2 separate regions of the Mus musculus genome follow, and region 2 is linked to region 1. A link is a contact called in public Hi-C data. All regions are on one chromosome and are shown on one strand. Each heading gives the region's core, a stretch centred on a gene start, on an enhancer-like site or on the middle of the called end of the contact. The rest is flanking DNA. Distances are from core to core; before and after follow the strand shown.

Region 1 (7,026 bases), core at 992-3,491:
CTCTCTTCTTTTCCGTTAATTTTATAATAGCATGAGGTGATGGTTGACAGGACCTGGAATCATTTCCGGGAATATCTATGGGGGATTTCCTTGGTTATGGTCATTGATGTTAACTATAGGCAGGACTGTTTCCTGGGTAGGAGATCCTGAACTGTATAAATTAAAAACACAGCCTCTGACTTGTGCTCATCCGTCTCTGATTCCTGACTAGACGCAACATGATGGGCTGCTTCAAGCCCCAGTGCCTTGACTTTCTTGCTGTGATGGATTGTGCCTTGGACCGTGAGGCACAATGGGCTCTTCCTCCTTTAAGTTGCTTTCGTCAGAGTGTTCTAACATGATAACAAGAATAGAAATTAAGAGAGGTGAATAACATCTAAAATTCTAAGCTTAAAAAAATCCAACAGATTTTGAAGATGTTAAAAAGGTCTTGGTGATGATGACTGTATGATTGTAGAGAGATTTGAAGGATAATATAATCCTTTATGTAGAATTTTCAGAGTTGTCTTTTCTACAGCAGAGAGAGAGAGAGAGAGAGAGAGAGAAAGAGAGAGAACATTTCTTCACTCAAGTCTCCTTATAACCCTGTTAGAGAGATACCCTTTTCCCAATTTAAATATGTAAGAAAATTCAGAATTATAGATTTGCATCACCAGGAAGCGTTGAACCATAGCAAAGACTCCTGTTTTCCAAGTCTAATGCTCTTCTCCTTTCTCCTCTGCTGCCCCCTTACTCCTGAAAAACAAGTCATGAGTAATGAATGCCCTTATCACTTATCTCTAATTTCAGTGATGATTAATCAGCAGCCCACACTTGGATGATACTAATCAAGTTATTTGTATAATGGCACCAATTTGGATCGTTACTGTGCATCTCTGCCTGACATGGGCTTGGCACCGGGCAATCAGCAAGTGTGAGCATGGAATCTGGAAGGAAAGCTCCTTGCGCTGCTGCCTCTCTCCTTACGAGATCCTATCATCAAACTCTGGCTGAGCACAGCTCCCTGGTCCAGCGTGTTTCCTTCAGACTTAGCTGAGAACGGCCGCTCAAGCACCCAGAGGTTTAAATCCTAAGCCACCCACCACCTGCTTGCTGACTGGCAGATGATATAGTGAATAACTCACCAATAAGGGCCAATTTTCCAGCTAAGAAATTGTTGTTTCGTGTAATAGTCCAAAGCTGCTTGGGTTCCTGGTAGGAGGTGTAAGCTGAGTGGTGAGCATTCTATGCATGGTGATTATCGTGGATTTACAGCTGTGTCTCGAGCAAACCACAGTACATGCTCTAGAATAAGAATACGAAACATCTCTCGCCTTGCGTCTCCCCGTTTCCTGTGTCTGGAGTTATGTCATTTGAAGCTGACATTCACTTGGAGTCCAGATCTGATGTGCTCCAACTGATAGCCATACTTGCTTGTCCTGACTTCTCTAAGCTTTAAATTTGGAAGGTTTTCAGTAGCTCTTGTTGGCAGGGGAAAAAATGACCAGAAGAGATACGAGGAGAGACTGCTATTACAGTGATATTTTGGTCACATAGGCTGTCGATACTAATGAATGCCCTTGAAGCAGGTACTGTAAATGCCTGAAGCTGGGGCTGAGCCGCTGAGCCTGGATCAGTCTGCAGAATGGCTGTCTCCTCCTTAAATACTAAAGACCTGATTAGTGGCCTCTGGCTGTGGCACTGGTTTTATCAGTATCGCATATTGGAGCCTGGATTGCCAATGGATGGACAGCATGGCTCCACATTCCTGTCTGTGCTGGGCATGTTGTTTGGTTTTATTCCTGAGTCATAAATGAGATGTTGCAGAGTGTTCCATTAGTTCCCGCCATTCTTCTAGCATCATAAAATGCAATGTCCTTTTAGCTACTTCCCTGATACACTGGAATGGTTAGTACCAGCAGATCAAGGGTTAAACAGACTAGATCAGGTCCAAACACTTCTTAGTTTCCTTGTGGTTATGTGGGGTACAGTCAGAAGACAGCAAACCACATGGGAGTATAGTGGGGTTTAAATGAGATCACAGAGAATTTTAAATACATCATACCTAGTACGTTGAAAAAGAAGAACCTTAAAAATAAATTAGCTTTGGTTTTCATGCAGAGGACTTGAATTATGGCCCCTCTAGATAATAGTGGGAGTTGTCCTGATGCTAAAAAATTAATAGTAACAAGCACTTTAGAAAATCATTTGGCATTTTTGCCTCTAGACATAAAGAATAGCTGCTACTTCCCTTTTCTTCTGTATATTTGTAGAATGACAGTTCCTTGCAATAACCTTGTGGTTTTAAATATCTTACACTAATTGTTAATCTTTTAACCCCCTAGAGGCAAACATAAAGAGGAAAAGAAAACTCAGCTTTTAGTGAGTTGAAGCGAAAAGCGACAAAAGTTCAATCATGGTACCTTTTATCAAAGGGAAAGTGATACTGAGTCGGGGGTTGGAAAGCAGGGCATATGCATGGGCTATCTCCATTGAGACTGGAGGCTGGAGTTCTACAGAAATTCAATTTAGAGAATTTTGTTGAGGCGTAACTGGTAGGAGCAAGTGCTGAACGGTGTCTATCTCTGCTGTGCCTACTGCTTAGGGGGACTGGAAAGGCATATTTCAGTACCACTGACTGCAGCGGGAGCCATGTCCATGCTCCTAAAGTCTGTGCTTTTGATTTAGTTAGGAAGTTTTAACATAGAATCTGTGTAGCCCAGTCCTGGCTGTTGTTGTGCATATACTAAATAGTTGGCCACAGAGTTCTGGGTAAGAGAAAATTCTGTATAGTAACAACAAAACCTAATGTTTGTGCTTTGGGGTGACTGTCAAGTGTGGTAACAAGTGATTTGGATCTCAGTCTTACAAACCCTTTGTCTCCCTTGTGGATAGCTGTAGCTTCAGAAGTGGAGCTAGTTCTGTTACCTCAATTGAAGCAGCCATTTCCTGTCATCTCAGACTTTAGCTAATCTGGGGGCCCAAGTCACAACCCCATAGGATGCACTCCATCCACTCTCAGCTGCTTGATACACCACTCATCCCTTTTGTGTGATTCCCCTCCCCCCAACCCCCTTGTGCATCCGTGCTTTTGGACAGCAGGGCTTGCTCGGCCCCCTGTCACTCTGCAGAACCGTCACTTAAGAGTCCCAGGGAACGGCATATATCTTATTATCAGTTCATTAGCAAAGTGGCTGACACAGACGATCAACAGTTGGCCTTCAGCACAGCTCCACTTTGTCTGGGAGAAGCATAATGCATTTCGAAATGCTGGCATAGCAGCCAGCCTTGAGTTGGACTGAGGCAGCTCCATCTAACACTGTCCTTTCTTCTTTCGCCATAAACGCGCATCGCAGAATCGAGCCCATTGAGGGGAAAGCATTTGCTCTGCCAACACAATTAGTTTTATAAAAAGCCTCTGTCTTCAGATTGTTCTTCCCCAAAGTCCAAGTTGGATGGCTGTGGTTATTTTTTAATTAATATTTTTAAGAGCCTCCCTCCTTCTCCCAAGAGCCTCTAAGCAGATTTAACAGGCTTAAAAGGGACTCTTTCACAAGGTAACTTCAATGCCATCTCCCAAGCAAATAAAATTCCATTTGAGGGTTCTGTTTTTCCCCATCTCTTTTTAAAATTTTCCATAAAGCCTACCCAGTGGGGGCAGTTTTTCTTCAGGGTTAGGTAGTATTCGCTCCAAACAACAACAACAACAAAATACGTTATCTTGTTGCTGAAGGATGGAGCCATGCAAGCTGTCCAGCAGGAGCAGGAGTGGAGGGAATCTGTGCTCCTTCCCATCCAGCGTGAACAGCAGCAGGATTCAGCAATCACTAGTAATCTTTCTGGTTTATTTTTATATTCTCATTTCGTTTGTTGCTGTCAGTTTCTTTGATTCTTGCATTTTAATTGAAAAGCTAATTCAGACCTTTGGTTTTCACGACTGGCACCACTCCATAGATACATTCCGTGTGGTGGCTCACACCTCCTCCTTTTGGGAGATCAGACGAGCTTAGACCTTAAGCGTCATAATTGGCTTGGCCTTTTTAGTGGTGAAGGCCTTGATTAGGAAGTTATTGAACCTGGAGTCTTTCAAAGGGAAGAAAGCTAATGTGATGGTTGGAATTGAAACAGCACAGACACGCATGCTCTGTCACTACTTCCTTTGTCACTCACTTCCTTGAAAAGAGTTTTCATGTGTCTTTGCACAAAAGAGATGCCCATCCATGTAAATTCAGCTTGTACTGTACTTGATCCCAGTTCTTCAGCCTCCATGCTGAAAACCAATAAAGGAAACGGTAAAAATAGCGAAGTGTGTGTTCATTTTTAAAGTTGAGACTCTGGTCACCTTTAGTTTGGCATGGTATAAGGATCAGTCCCCTGGGAGGGAAAAGCAGAAATAGCTCTTCTTGTAGCTGAGATTAAAGAGTTTCATGGGGCCAAGAAAAACTTTACATAATTCCTTACAGTAACTTTTCTCCTATTTTAAAACCAGACTACTTTGCAGTCTGTAAGGTCAGGGTAGAATTATCAAAAATCTCTTCACTCTGGAAGATGTGTTGGCCTTAGATCTGTGGAAACCCCGGGTGCTAGGGCTGTGAAGGAGACATCTTGCTGTGCTGTTTCATAGCTCTCTCCACCCCAAGGGACTTCAAAATACAAGGGAGACAGGAGAGGCGAGATTTACAGAATCGGGCCTTTGTGTCCCTTGGTGTGGCTGATGCTCACGGAGACCTGAGCTGCATCCACTGTGGCAAGCCACCTGCATGAGCATCTGTATTCTCTCCTGTGCTTCCTTCCCTTGCATTGTGGAGTCAAAGGTGAAATTCCATCTTTAACCCCCGTATGGTTGTCTGAGCTGTGATTAATGAAGTAGATGTGACTCCCGGCACAGCTTTCAGAGGGTGGGTGGGAGAAAGATGAAATTTCAGCCTTAAAGAAAACAAAAACAAAAGCAAAATAAACATAAACCAGGCCTTTTGCTTAATACAGCTTTTAAAATTAATATCCATTTTCGAATGCCAAGAAAACAAAGGGGATTTCTCAGAAGTGTATGCAGCTTGCCACAATAGGCCTTAATTGGTGTCAAGGAGATGTTGGGATGAACGAGGAAATGCCCATTTAGCTGATAAAGACTGAAAAGTGGAACCTTGTTATGAGCTGTCATCTCAGCATGTATTTAAACTATAGCAAAACTGAAACATATTTGCCATATAGATCATAATGACTCCAAAGGAGCCATTATACTCTATTATGTAATTACATAATCAAAGCATGCATAGTAATCAGCTTTTGGAATTCAATGCTAATCAAACATACCTATACTATGTGTTTAAGCTAAAATAGAGAGCGTTAATTTGCCATTAGTCAACTAAACAAGAGTGTGTATACAGAATATTCATGAATAGCTTAATGTTGTGTCAGATACTTTTTGTTTTGTACGCGGGGGGAAATCAACAATTATACTCGAAGAAAAACCAGTACCAAGGATGAATACTCTTTAGCTCGCCGTTCAGAAATCTGCCTCACCTTTTACTGATTGTCAAAGGAGATTAGCGTAAATTCAATATTTTTTCCTTCTATAAGCTCAAATGATGCAATAGTAATTATAGAACAGTAGATGCTTAGGAGGGTCTGGGCACCTGCGTGCATAGGACACAACTTAGAACTACTAGCTGAAAACATAGCAAAGCCTTCAGAACCAAATTCGAGCCTATATTGCTTTTATAATTAGAAACACATCAATACATGTTATTTCGAAAGAGGTGAGCAGAGTCACTCCTTGAGGGCTCCGTGACAGGTTATCTGGCCTGTCCTCTTGGAGACATTGGTGCTTGCCCTGGAGTCTCTGCCCAGGGTCTAGCTCTGTCAAGAAGAATTGCTCTTGGAAGTTTCTTTGGCTTCTTTGAATAAAGAAGGTGGTACCGAGTGCTTGGACCAGCATCAGAAATCTTTGTCATTTCAGTTACTGTTGGTCTGTAAGCTCACGGTCACAGTTGTTTTGACCGTTATGAAGCCAGGACTGGTCCTTGGAACAGACAGTCTCAACACTCCCATTTCACTTTGGGAGACAGAAAAACATGGATAAGGATCAAAAAGGTTAACAGAAGCTTTGTAAACCATAGATGGGTTGATTGCTTTTGACTTTGAATAAATATTCAAGTATTCATGTACCTTCCTTAAAAATAAAAAATTGTATTTGTTTTGAAGCGGTCATCTCCTTAACCTTTAACCCCCAGTGATGGAACTCTCTTTTAGGACTCGGCTTTTGCTGTCTCTCATCAGTATGTGGCCGACTCAGAATGTTACTGTCATGTTTAAATGGGACTGAATTCTTTCATCAAAAGCTTTCGTGGCTTGAACTTCAAATAATTTATTTTCAAATTACTTTTACTGTAATTCTTATTAATTCAAATAGGTTTCTGATTTGATATAAAACTCTGTAAATGTAGGGAACAGTTTAATGAATTGAAAGATAGGATTGAGTCTTTTAAAGGAAATGTACAAAATATGCTGACAATAATTGCTTAGATAGAAATCAAATCTTAATGGCTTTGTTAATGATTTGTAGCGCACACTGTGTTTACGTTGACTTGAGGGAACGTATGTAGTTAGATTTCTCCCTCTGGGTTTCAACAGAATCTTAATTTTTTTTCCTTTCATTTCTTTTCCTGGAACATACTCATCTCTGTTCCGGCTCCTGAAAACTTTAGCTGAAACTGCAGTGCCTTTGCCTTTAATAATAGTTTCACTTGGTCAGGATGGACTGTCTTCTTCTGAGTTAGGTACATCTTTAACAGGGTAGTAAAAATAGGATCCAATAGAAGGGAACATGGCCGACAAACCAGGGCAAGCTTCAGGTGACATGGGGCACCCATAATAGTCAAAAATAAGGTTTCCAAAGTCATGCAGGTGTTTTGTTTCTTTGATAGTTTCAAACTTTGATGCCTCTTGGAGAATAAGAATGTATAACCCTGAGTCTTTGACTGCTACAAAGCTTCCAGAATTGGGCCTGAGGAGATGGTGGGAAAGAGTTCGTGCTGGTCAAGCCAG
Region 2 (6,776 bases), core at 1,700-4,199, 480 kb after region 1:
TTAGCCCCAGAAGAAAAAGGGTTGTCTTTCCTCTACAATTTGGAGGTTCAGGGGTTTGGGAAAGATGAGCTAACCTCTTTGAGTTTTACCATCTGTAAAATGAGGATGAAAGTATCTACCTTGGATAGAGGTGAGGTGGCTCAGTGAGTAAAAGGCACTTGCCGCAAAGCCTGAAGACCTGAGTCCCATCCCTAAGAACTGACTCATTGCAAATTGCCCTCTGACCTCCAGCCTGCACCATGATGCTGATGTGCACTCACAGCCCACTCTAAATAAGTACATAAACAAATGCAGTGGTAGTCTACCCTGGAGACTTCCTTATCCTATGTGGTTCCGGAATCTCTGTGCGTTGAACATCATGTCGTTACATGGCTGACTCTCTTTTGTTAATGGTAAAGCCCCGTGTGATTACGCTGACCTTCCTACCTAGGGGTTCGTCCAAGTAAAATTCGCCTCATCAGAGTGCAAGGGCATTTCAGGTACTCACAACACATCTAAAACTCAGTCTTAACTCTTGCAATGGGTCACCGCAGTTTTGTTGCCAAAGCCTAAAGAGGGCAGATTCCCACACTGGTCTTGGTTGTGGGACAGTTGTGCACTTTGAGACCTCTATTAGTCTGGCAGAGTCACTTTCCTTGTTGGATCACCTTTCCTGCCTCTGTCAAGTTCAGAGTGTGCCGCAACTACTTCAGAATTTACTGAATAGTGTGTGGGGGTCTCATTTCCAAACTGTGTGACTGTACCCCAAGGAAGACGACGGGGGAAGATGGTGGGAGAACCTCCTATTTAGACACCACACTCCAACCCTCCATTGCTGGAATTCATAACCCCGTTGATGAGCCTCTCACCGTCTCATTCTGCTAGAACCTGCCTGCCTATCCCTCCTTCCCAGCCCTCTATGTCCCTCTCCCTTGCTGGACTCGATGACTTCTGCCTTGATGAGTCTTGGTTCTTCTTCCTGGTCTGCCTGCCTCCCCCTCTCCTGCTGAATCATTCTACCGCCATCCATGAAATCATGACCACAAGGCCACCATGTCAGAAAACCGTCCCAGATTAACCTCACATCTCTCTAACGTCCCCCACCCTTTTCCAGCGGTCTCCAGCATCCCGCTGTGGGTATATTTGATCAGGTTATAACAAACCCCCTAGTCTCGGACAAAACAGCCAGGGACAAAGATGATCCTTGACCCATTTAATTCCTGGGGAATTAAAATTCTGTGCCCTGTGCTTTGCCTTCCGAGAGGTTTGCAGAAATTATTCTGAGCAGCTACAAACAAGCAAAGGGCAGGTTCAGCGGGAGTGGGCGGGGAAAGCTAGCACTGAAGCTCAAGATGCCTCCCAAGCTACCAACCAGAGTGTGACTAAACAGGATCCTAAGCCTTGTGGCAGGAATAAAGGATTGGGAAGTATATGTCAAAAGGGAACAGAATTGTTCCTCTAAAATATAGTTCTAAACCCATCAACGCACACCTCATATGTTTTCCTTGGCTCCCCATGACACGAGAGAAAAATCCACACTCAGCCAGGGAAACAAGCCAATGCAGCTATTACCACACACCATCCCCACCCCACCCCCAGCTCTCCCTTATGGCTCAGCAGTCCCTTCCCAGACCCTGTGCCCCAAACAGGCAGGGGCTCTGGGCTCCACCTGTCATCTGCACCTCTCATCCCTTACCCCTCTACCTAGAACACTCTTCATTGCTCTTCCCGCTCCAATGCTATGTAAGCCAGGGAAAACGAATCATCTCTGTGGCTTTTATCGGGTCACCTTATCAGGATTTATCGGGACACCTTAGTCAGGATTAGGCTGCTTTCTGTTGTTGTGACCCCAACTATAAAATTATTTTTGGTGTTAATTCATAACTGTAATTGTGTTGCTGCTATAAATCATAATGTAAATATCTGATATGTAACCCCCGTGAAAGAGTCATTTGACAACACCATCATCAGCCCCCAGCCCCACCCCAAAGGGGTCAAGACTTCACTGGCTGAGAATGGCTGTCCTGGAGCACCAGCTTGCTTCTTCTCTTTCATTCACAGGATGTGACTACCTCCAAGGACTGTATTCCAGTTCCCCTTCTTCCCCCTCCCCTTCCCCCTCCCCCTCCTCTTCCCCCTTCCTCCTCCCCCTCCCCTCCCCCTTCCCCTTCCCAGTTGCCTGCCTGCCTTCCAGCCTACTGTCAGATGTTCAGGAAGTCTTCACAGGACCATTATGGAGTTGGGTTGATGTTACTGAATTGAACCTCCAGGGTTTCTCCCAACTACCTTTCTACAACCTCTTCTATAACACCCCACCCTTCCTGTCCTCAGTTTTGTCTCCTATTTCTCCAAAGATGGATAGCACTCTCCACGTCAGGGCTTCCATCAACCAAGAAGCCTCACTGGAACCTGTGTGCCTGCCCTGCCTCTCTTGCCTGAGACTGTAGATCTTGAGCTGCTAAGAGACAGTGGAAGGGAAGGGCAGGCGGTCTCATTCCCCTCCCTCCCCCCACCTCCCTCCAGCGCTCCCCGGAGAGAAGCTGAGAGAAGCAGTTTCTCCCAACCTTAGCATCGGGACAGGTGGGAAAGCAGCAATAATCCAATTAAAGTGTCTGACACTCTGGCCAGGTGGCGCCGTGCTGGGGAGGAGGTGGCACACGGGGGCTGTTACAGGTTGTGTTTCACTGGCTGTGGATACCTACAGGGAGAACACTTGCCATAAGATTCGCAGATAAAAACCAGTGGCCTCTGCTTTCTCTCCAGAGTGTTTTTGTCAGAAATTGGTTTGGGGCAGGAGGGGAAGAGATCCTTTTTCTTTCTTTTCCCACCTTGAGGGCATTTAGAGGTGGTAGAAAGAGGAATTGTTGGAGGGAGGAAAGGAATAAATCAAAGAGCCGGCATGGGCTTGGTTAGAAAAGCCAAGAGTGTCTCCAGCAGAGCACGGCTGCTCAGGTGGGAGGCGGGGCCTCCACACGCCCGACTTAGCCCTTCCCTCTGCCACCCTTGATGCATATTTAGATTCTTGCAACTGCCCCAGCTCTGTGACTCCCTGGGTAGCGTCTGAACCCTGCATAAAGCCCTGGCACCATCCCTGGGAAGTTAGAAGAAGAATGAAGGGCAAACCATCCATGGTCCACTTTCCACAAAGGATATCGGCTCACAGCAAAAAGCTGGCCCCTGGAGGCGAGCCCATCCTTATAGGTGCGGGGTGCTGCGCCCTGCCCACCCCCCAGTCCTCCTACACAATATCCCAGCACAGTGGTGACCCCAAGGACCCTAGTTTATCACAGGTTCCAACTCACTAGACCACCTTTCCTTCCATACTTTTTCATCCATACCTGAGAGCTCCCACTCTGCTCAGGACTGGTCCAGCAGGCTTTCCACACCCCACTCCTAGCTGATTGGACTGGACCAAGTTAAATGCTCTTCCCTTCATTATTCGAAAGAGTTTTATTCTGATTGAAGCGAACAATATGAAGGAGCACAACTGAGCCCTGGCGCAGGATGAGAAGTTTCTTATATCTAAAGAGTGGTACTTCAAAGTGTCCGGTGGACAGGTTCCGCTGTAATTAGGGGGAGGAAATTGCCATGTAACTTAATTAATATCAAAATCTTTTCTTTTCCACTTAAGTACAAGACAGGAAGATGGCTACAGAGAGGGTGGGAAGAAGCTACTGACAGAGTCTGACTGGCTCAGTCATGGGCAGAACAGCCATAAACTTGTTTTCTAGATGAGTCCTTGGGTCAGAGAAGAACTCTAATGCCACAGGGTGATCCTTGCCAAAGAAAAGGACTTCTTCTGTCCCGATGCTCAGAGCATTGTGCAAAATAAAGTGAAGAACCAGGAGAGTTACCTAGATATTTCAAAGGAGAAATGCAGAAATCCTATTTTGTAAGAAGTGTTTACAGAAAGTAGTTTGGGAGAGCCTGTCCCTTGTTCTTTGCAGTAGTGTGTGTGTGTGTGTGTTGTGGACATGTGGTATGTTTGGACATGTGTGGGGGTAGTATATGGATGTATATGTGTGCGTGGTATGGATGTGTGGTGTGGTGTGTGCATGTGTATGTGTGCGTGGTATGTGTGGTGTGGTGTGTGTGTGTGTGTGTGTGTGTGTGTGGTGTGTGTGTGTGTGTGTGTGGTGTATGTGTGTGTGTTCATTCTCATGCTACAAGTGCGCATCTCATATGTGTGTAGGTAGATATGTTGACTCAGTACTAGGTGCCATTCCTAAGGATCTTATTTTGGGCTTGTTTGTGTTTTGGTGGCTTATGGGTTTTGTTGTTGTCTTCGTAGGTAGGTTGGTTGTGTTTCCGTTTTGGTTTTTTGAGACTTGGATCTGGAATTTACTGGCTCAGCTAGGCTGACTGACTAGCAAGCCTTAATTCTCTTCTGTCTCTACCTCTCCAGTGCTGGAATTACAAGCACACACCATCCCATCAGCATTTTTCTTAAACATGGGTTGTCGGGATGAAAGCCAACAAGCACAATACCACTGAGTGTCTCTGCAGTCCCATACCTAGTAATTGTCCTGGAAACCACCCCCTCTTCCTTCTGTACACAGCAGACTTCTGGGAATCTGCCTGGTTTCTCCTTCTCTCTCGATAATAAGTCCATCCCAGCCATTTCAACTCCTTCCTAAGTCTCCCAGAGCGGTCCTCCTCTGCCCTGTCTTCACCTGGTTTACAAGTAAGGTCCTTCCTGGCCCTTCTGTTTTTCTCAAACCCATTTTCCAACTGGCAAACAGGATAGGATTTTTTTTGCTTGTTGTTTGTTTGACCGCTTATTTGTTTTTTGTTGTTGTTTAGACAGTCTTACTATAACAGCACTAGCGGGCCTAGAACTCACAGAGATCCTCCTGTCTTCACCGGTAGAGTGCTGAAATTAAAGGTGTGTGTCACCACACCCAGCAACTGTGCTCTTTTAAATGAATGAAATCATGTCATTCCTCTGCTCAAAAGCCTTCAGCGGCTTCCCACCATGCTTGGAAATTATTGAAGGTTCCTCTGTGAGTGCTACCAAGACCCTGGATGATCTTGTCCATGTCTGACTTCCTTCCTTGTTCTTAGCGCCAGCCGAACTATTGAGATCTTCCTCACAAGATTCTTTCTTTGGGGGGGGGGGTCACTGTTACAGACTCCCTCTGTCTACTGGGTCTTGGCTTCCCTCACTTACAGTCATCTCTAGAGATCTGATTTAAATGTTTCTGCTCTGGGAATAATCCTAAGGTATCCAGCATGAAGTCCTAGCTAGCTACACACATAAAATATGTATACTGTTCTCTGAAACACACTCTGAAAATAGAACCAGTTAACTGGCCACATGCCTGCTTGAGATGGCTCTCCTTCCCTGAACTGTAAGCCAGGTAGGAGCAGAGCCTGGGGCTGTCTCATCACACCTGTGTGCAGCACTGTTTGCTCGGAATCAGAACAAACATTCTGATTCCCTCACAACTGTATTTCAGTCTCACCACAGGCCATGCGTAGGGTACATCGTTTTACTAAACTCACTTTGCGTAGCTTGAATCCAAAGCACTGAGGCCAGATATTGTCCACAGTCACGCAGGTAGCAGAGAGAGGGCCCAGCCTAGCCTCACCATTCGTATGGTAATCTAGCTACCGAGGAAAGAGGGACCCTGGATTAGTGAACCTGGAATACTTAGAGTAGAAGTGACCAGAGGCACTAGGCATGAGTCTGCAGCCCATGGGCGTGTCCTGTTCCACTCAACACAGTCTGTCAACAGTGTTCCTAAGCAAGTCTACATCCCCACAGCTCTGCCTAACAGCACCTACCTTAGAAAAGTATTGCTTAAGAACATACCCTAAGATGTGGCTAAATTCAGCAATGTTTCCCTTTGTATTCTCTGCCCTCTCAACCCAGCTTCTACCTCACCCATGTCTTCCAACGTGAGGACATGCAATAAATCAACAACACTGAGTGGAATATACAGAGATAACCATATCTTCCACACACCGTGCCAGTCACCAGCTCAAGATAGGTTATGCTCTTACAATTGATCCTGGAATTCTTCTCAACAAACTCATCTCTATATTTTGGAGACCGGGTTTCACTCCATCCTACGCTAGCCTAGAACTCACTGTGTAGCCCACGCCGCCCTCAGAGTCATAGCAGTCTCCTGGCTAGGCCTTCTGCAGGCTCACAGGACAGGTATGCACTCATCACAGTTTTTGAAGGTGTTTCCTACGGTTGCTAAGACAAAAAGCAAGTGCAACCCCAAAATCAATGTGAAATAGAAAGGCAAAGTGGCAGGGCCCAACATTTGAGAAGTTGTACAGTGCCCAACAGGTAGGTGTGCCCATCCCATTGGTAAGTATGACTATTCAGGAAAGAAATACAAATGCTTTATCTTTCAGTTTATAGCTTTGAATGGTCTCTGACTTATTAGCTTAATAATAGTTATGGAATTGCTTGGCCAGAGCTACTGTATCAATGTGTGGTATATGCATACATATGTGTGTTCTTATGTGTGGACATATGTATCTATGTGCATTTGTGTGGAGGCTGGTAATTTTTTTGAGACAAGGTTTGCCTATTAATCTTGGATTCATCTATTTGGCTACACTAGCTAGCCATCAAACCCCAGGAAACTCGCCCCTATTACCTCTGTCTCTACCTCCACAGCACTGGGATTAAGGCCACGCACCACCATATCTGGCTTTTGTGTGTGTTCTGGGGATTCAAATTCAGGCTTCCTGGCTTTCCTGGTTAGGAGTTTTCTACTGAGCCACCTGTCAAGACCCCAGAAATATAAGGAAAGAAAGAGAGGGAGAAAGAAAAGATA

Evidence for each region. Hi-C and Micro-C count contacts between places; a contact is called where the count stands out from the background.
Region 2: a contact with region 1 is called in a Hi-C map of rod photoreceptor, with 4 times the contacts expected there. The contact joins two enhancer-like sites. A contact is called at or near these places in 1 of 484 Hi-C or Micro-C datasets (rod photoreceptor) and 1 of 115 datasets of contacts at active chromatin or transcription factors (embryonic basal ganglia).

What each region holds. Positions count from the first base shown.
Region 1 is chr9:47,775,475-47,782,500 of GRCm38.p6, forward strand. The region is part of intron 1 of Cadm1 (cell adhesion molecule 1); the gene reads left to right. Among named protein-coding and RNA genes, the nearest start is that of Gm10677, 39 kb to the right of the region's middle. Within about 2 kb of position 2,242, at least 34 of the 459 cell types and tissues checked have an H3K27ac peak or open chromatin away from gene starts, as enhancers often do. A contact at or near this core is called in rod photoreceptor, where this site is marked.
Region 2 is chr9:48,249,837-48,256,612 of GRCm38.p6, forward strand. It overlaps a transcript of Nxpe4 not described here. Among named protein-coding and RNA genes, the nearest start is that of Gm51672, 31 kb to the right of the region's middle. Within about 2 kb of position 2,950, at least 16 of the 459 cell types and tissues checked have an H3K27ac peak or open chromatin away from gene starts, as enhancers often do. A contact at or near this core is called in rod photoreceptor, where this site is marked.